Regions from separate parts of the Mus musculus genome. Here region 2 is linked to region 1. The links are chromatin contacts, called in public HiChIP or PLAC-seq maps. All regions are on one chromosome and are shown on one strand. Each heading gives the region's core, a stretch centred on a gene start, on an enhancer-like site or on the middle of the called end of the contact. The rest is flanking DNA. Distances are from core to core; before and after follow the strand shown.

Region 1 (3,109 bases), core at 94-2,593:
GTCACACAGAGAGCTGCTGGGACATGGTTTCTTCTAAAGGAGAGCTCAACATGTCAATGGGAATGAAGACTTTTATAGAAAGAAAAAAGTATATTCTATATATCCTATTTCTGATAATAAGCCAAGTTCCAGATTTGTAAGAACAGGCTACTCTAATCAGGCCAGGTCTCATAGTATCAAATGTTTACAAAATTCAAGGAAAACCTTTCACTATTAAAGATTCCTGTAGTCTACCATTGTGCCTAAGCCAGTATGTTTGCCTATTGTATACAGCAGCACCATCATCCTTTTAAACTGAGAGAACCTTTTCTTTATTGTACTAAGGAGCCACTAAACCACCTAGCTCTCCCTAGCTGCTGCAGGAAACCCAGATCCAGCAGATGGAATGACCAGGACATTGGTACCATGGCACCAATACCATACCAACATTTCCCTTGTCATCTTTGCTTTTAATTGACATTTCTCAATGAAAGTTACCCTTGGGCCGGGAGACAGGAAGGCAGAAGAAACGGTTGTGTTGCTAGTATAAGTGTCCATGGTAGTAAGCAAGGTAGTTGCATTCTGTCTATGTTAGACAAGGTAACTTGATTATGTGCCTGACTCATTTCTCCTCCTAAAGAAGACTTTAAGTTGTGGACTTTGCTCTCTATGGCTGTTTGCTGAGGCTGAGTGTTGCTCTGAGGCCAAGGCTGGCTTCCAACTCTAGCTGATCCAGTGCTTCAGCCTTCTGAGCTCTGCAATTACTCACCTCTGTGTTCTGATCCCAGCCATCTGAAACATCATGATGTTCAGTGTGAACTCTCCTCTACCTTACCTCTTGAACAAGCAGAACAGTCTATCTGCACTCACACAAGGCTCAGACACTACTATGCCCCAGTAAGGATTTCTGAAGTCGGAGTGCTCAAGGGCTGAGAGGTAGCACACAAGAGCATTTAGAGCCCCTCAGGCACTTTTCCATGAACCCACAGCATGACAGTGTGATTCCAGCTCTGTTTACTCTTGGGGCACTGAAGTAAACCTGCCGAGTTCAGCGGCAACGCAAGGAAGACCATCTTTTTCACTTCACCATGTATGGTTTCCATCCCGCTCCTTCCATCTCTAGGCCACATGTTGTTCCTGAGATAGGTTCTCCCAGGCTTGCCACGGGGTCACCTCTACCCCGAAAGGGAATGCACACTTGTTGGGAAAAGGCACATAGAGATTCTACCCACTCGCTCTCGAGCAGCCTCGATTCTGAGTACCGCTCTGAAAGGTTGAATATCTCCTCTGCTGTTATAAATAGAGTCTGATGTCTGCCCTGGCGTTCACTGGGAAAGAATGCAAACAGTCCCAGGAATGAATTCTCAGGAAGGCTGCTCTGCCTGGTAAAGAGCTATTTTACTTTACATGACAACATCATCTTCCAGATACGGCGAAGACCTTACATTTTTAGCCTGTGAGTTTCTCACCCTTAGTAATGACGTTCCACATGAGGTTGGCGGGCAAGAGGGAGGGGGCGGGGGCACGTAGGCGGGAAGGGAAGAGTAAAAAAAATGTGCTGAACAATGCCTTTCTTCCTCAGTTGGTCTTTAAAGGAATACTCACCATTTTTTTAAATTTTTTATTAAATATTCTCTTTATTTACATTTCAAATGTTATCCCCTTTCCTAGTTTCCCCTCCAAAAATCCCCTATCCCCTCCCCTCTACCCCCTGCTAACCAACCCACCCACTCCCACTTCCTGGCCCTGGCATTTCCGTACACTGGGGCATAGAGCCTTCAAAGGACCAAGGGACTCTTCTCCCATTGATGACCGACTAGGCCAGTCTCTGCTACACATGCAGCTGGAGCCATGAGTTCCACCATGTGTTTTCTTTGATTGGTGGTTTAGTCCCAGGGAGCTCTGGGGGTACTGCCTTCTTGCTACATTCTCTAGCACCATATAACATTCATGTAAACTCTATTTTCACGTGAAGGTTATTATTCAAATAAATATCTATCATGTAAAGAATATCCAGGACCTTAACAGCACAAACCAAAATTCTGCTAGAGACACAGCACTGAGTCCAAAGATTCAAAAGACTCTTGGTTTTTGTGAACGTGTTCCTCTTCTGCCACACAAGGGAGCAAGGGAGTGAAGAAAGGTCTGCATGACTATGTAGACAGTCATTACTTTCAGTTGCAACAAGACAACTTTGGACATAAAACATGAAGATGACACAGCTGGAAAATGTGCAGCTTCCCATAAGATGTCAGTACATACAGAGGGGATTTTGAGATTTGGATTTCAGAACCCAGAAATATTTATCTTTCCTGTAACTAGATCAGAAGATACTGGGTCAGACATTAAGCTTCTTAATTGTGGTATCAAAACATGGCTCTCCAGGATTCCAGCAGCTTCAAAGTGGAGATAGCTTGAAATCCAGTGGCTTGTGACTGTGACCTCCCACTTCTGAGTGGCTGCACTTTGTTTATTCAACTGAATTCCTAGTGCTAGAATCGGAAAGCTGGATTCTGTGTGATTTCTGAATTAATATATGTAGTTATTCTAAATCCTTTGAATGGCAAAGAACTATGTTCAGAGACGTCCATCTACGGGCACGGAGAGTGTCATGATGCACATATGAGGACCCGAGTTCAGATCCCATCATCATCCATCTAAAACTCCAGGTGTGATAGCACCAGCTGCTGGGCTGAAGTGAGAGGAGCAGATGTGGGGTTCCCTGGGCAGACAGCATAGACAAAACATGAAGCCCCATGTGTCTCAAAAAGATGAAGTGAAATGATTGGTTCAGGAGACATCTGCCATCGATTTCTGTCTTCCATACCCAGATGCATTGGCAAGTGTATACACACACACACACACACACACACACACACACACACACACACACACACACTGAGAGAGAGAGAGCAATCTACAAAAAATGTCTAGACATAGAAAAAATGTGGCTAGGTGCTGTCTGTTTCAGGAGTATACTGTGAGGAACATTTTTTGTAGTCTGGCCCACATCTGTAATTAGAATAAGAGTTTTATATAGAGTAATAGAGTAATAACAACAACGAGTTTTCTAAACTCATGATAAGAAATGATCGGAACAGAGTATAGCTATGGAATCATAAAACATTCC
Region 2 (2,765 bases), core at 220-2,719, 150 kb after region 1:
GTAGAATACAAAGTTTAGTGACTATTTGAACTGGGCTGAGGCTGGTAAGACTATAAAGCAGCGGCCCATAAGGACTCTTAAGCGCTGGAGCAAAGGAGCCGCCCCGCTTCCCGCTTCCCAGTCTGCCTAGCCCAGCGGGGGCTGCCCCCATTCCTATAGCCCAGGGACCCAGCTTGCAATTGGTAGTGTCAGACGTGGCATGTAGCTTTGCCTTGGTTGTGAGATGATTTCATGGGGGGGGGGGGGGGAATTCCTTGGAGGCTCAGAGCAACTGGCCCAAACTCTCCTCCAGTTGGAGGCTCGAGCGCCCTCAGAAAGGACCCTGGCCGATGTCCCCGCAGAGCTGAGGTGCTGTTGTCAGGGCTAACTTGAAATCTCTTCCCGTGGTGCCCATCCTCTGACTCTATAGCACCAGCTTGGACAGGTTGAGGTCTCTGTGGCTTTGTTGAGGCTGCTTAAGCATTCTCACCACCATGTCCCTCTTCTGCATTAGCACTGCCTCCTGCTGCAATAATTTAATAAAGTCTTTGTAGTCACTCAGTCAAAAATAAAAAATAAAAATAAAAAACATAATGCTTCGTACAACTGCTAAAAAAAAAATGAGAACTTGGGTATATATTAAAGATAAATGTGCTGAAAACTCCAGACACTCGTAAAAGAAAGACTGGATCAGTTGTAATCACAGACTGATCGACAGAGTAAAAATTTTACCTCTCCCCTAACTGACACCCATGTCACTGCACTGGTGTAATTCTTTCTGTGGCGCTAGAGCAGTGATCTCAACTTTCCTCGGGCTGCAATCAGTTAACACAGTCCCTCATGCGGTGGCGACCTCCAACCTTCACAATCCATAACAATTTGCTACTGTTATGAATCTTAATGTAAATATTTGATATGTGACCGTGCCAAGGGTTGTAGCCCACCGGTTGAGAACCACTTCTCCAGCGACTTATTTTGTTTGTTGGTGGGCTCACTGGGGTTTGGGTATGTAAACAATTGTGACACCTATAAACTTAGTCTCATTTCTCCTTTCTGAGCCTGTATTATTTTATTTCCGTTTTCCTTATTCTACTGGCTCGGGCATATCGCACCATGTTTGAAGTGGCAGAGAGTTATCGGGACATAGACACTTTGCCTTGTTCCAGCTATAACCAGAATAGAAACCCCTGCTGCCCCTCGGTATGGGTGCCAACGAGCAGACAGGATCAGTGCTTCCCTCAGAGGGCTGGCAACCTGGTGGAGAAGCATGACTTTCTCCAGTAACAAGTTTTATAAGAAACCAGAACACCGACCATTCAGTCCTGCCTCTCTGGTCACGTTGCTCCTCTTGTCTTTGGATTCGTCATGCTGGTGGGTTTGTCCTTATTTCCTCTTGCCCGCCCTCCTTGTTATCACCCTTCCCTGTGTAGGGAGTTTTATACACCCAGGCCAGCCTTTGAGTCACCATTCTTCCCAACCATTATCTGAGTTACCTTTAGGTTAAAGATTAACTCCCGTCAGTTAACAATGTGCGCTTTCTGGGCAGCACACAGTGTGTGCGTCCAGATTCCTGCATACAGTGAGAAGTACAAATGGCCTCTCATGACTCAAGAGAGACAAGAGCCTCTATCCTTTTCAACAGTATGAAGTACAAGTGTGCTCATTTAGAGCTTAAAGTGTCCCCATCTGTCCCCTTCACTATCAAGGCTCAGCAGGATGTGTGCTTTGAGAAAGCCATCAGTGTCTTGGAGTCTGTGCAGATCGATAAAACAAAAGCATCCAAAACAGATATAAAAATGAATCGGCAAGCTTGGGAGGATTCACCCTCCTTGATTTTAACACTCAACATGAATGGAGGATATCCACAGCAGGACAGACAGATAAACAGACTGAGGAGTCAGAATAGATACTCCAATGTGAGTCCACAGAAATACACCCAGCTCTTCCTGACAAGGGCCTACAAGCAAGTCAGTACAAAGAGAACGCCATTTCGCCATGCAGTGGTCGAGTTATTAAGGGAGGAGTATGAACCTCAATCTAAACCTTACAGATGGTTCAAAATCTGACCCCAAACTGTAAAAGTTTTAGAAGATATTATAGATAAAAATCTTCAGGATCTAGACTTGATGAAAAATTATCTCATTGACTCAACATTATAATTCGTAGGAGAAAAAAATTAAAATAAAACCAAGTTAAAATTAACTAAAGTTTAAAGTATTTGTGATGGAAAAGATCCTATTATAAGAGTCTGAAAAAGAAGGCACATGGTGTGAGAATATATCTGCAACTACTGCAGCGCCGGATCTAGAATTTGAAAAAAAAAATCAGCATGTAACAAAAAAATTAAGTAATTTCCAGGAAGTATGCAAAAGATATAATAAGATATTTTTAAAAGAAGAATTTACAAATGGTAAATAGTCCCATTGAAATATATTCAACACCCGTAGGAAACTGTACAAATTTTGACTGCTATAAGATATCTATAAAAGCAAATGTGAAAAATACGTGGATTTAGAACAAGTGACCATATAAAGTATTACAGCTGCTGTGGGGAATAAAGACCCAGATACGCACTTACTGCGTAACAAAGCAACTCTCTTCATGGTCACTAAACACACAGAAATAAAAACATTTTGTTCACACAAAACCTGGGAACCCCATAGTTGTTCTATATGAAACAGATTAAAAACTAGAAATCTTCCACAAAATGCCCATCCGAGGGGAATGAGTAACCCGAGTTGTACATCACGTCAAGGACCTTATTTGCTGATATAAAGTAACATAAA

What was found. HiChIP or PLAC-seq counts read pairs in DNA pulled down with a chosen protein or histone mark.
Region 2: a contact with region 1 is called in a FOXA1 HiChIP or PLAC-seq map of pancreatic cancer cells. The contact joins two enhancer-like sites. A contact is called at or near these places in 4 of 484 Hi-C or Micro-C datasets (the HL-1 cell line, embryonic stem cells and nephron progenitors), 2 of 115 datasets of contacts at active chromatin or transcription factors (embryonic stem cells and pancreatic cancer cells) and 1 of 9 other capture datasets (embryonic stem cells).

Annotation. Positions count from the first base shown.
Region 1 is chr10:24,478,053-24,481,161 of GRCm38.p6, forward strand. The region is part of intron 3 of Gm15270 (predicted gene 15270); the gene reads right to left. Among named protein-coding and RNA genes, the nearest start is that of Gm40615, 19 kb to the left of the region's middle. Within about 2 kb of position 1,344, at least 36 of the 459 cell types and tissues checked have an H3K27ac peak or open chromatin away from gene starts, as enhancers often do. A contact at or near this core is called in pancreatic cancer cells, where this site is marked.
Region 2 is chr10:24,627,817-24,630,581 of GRCm38.p6, forward strand. No RefSeq gene overlaps it. Among named protein-coding and RNA genes, the nearest start is that of Gm15270, 33 kb to the left of the region's middle. Within about 2 kb of position 1,470, at least 44 of the 459 cell types and tissues checked have an H3K27ac peak or open chromatin away from gene starts, as enhancers often do. A contact at or near this core is called in pancreatic cancer cells, where this site is marked.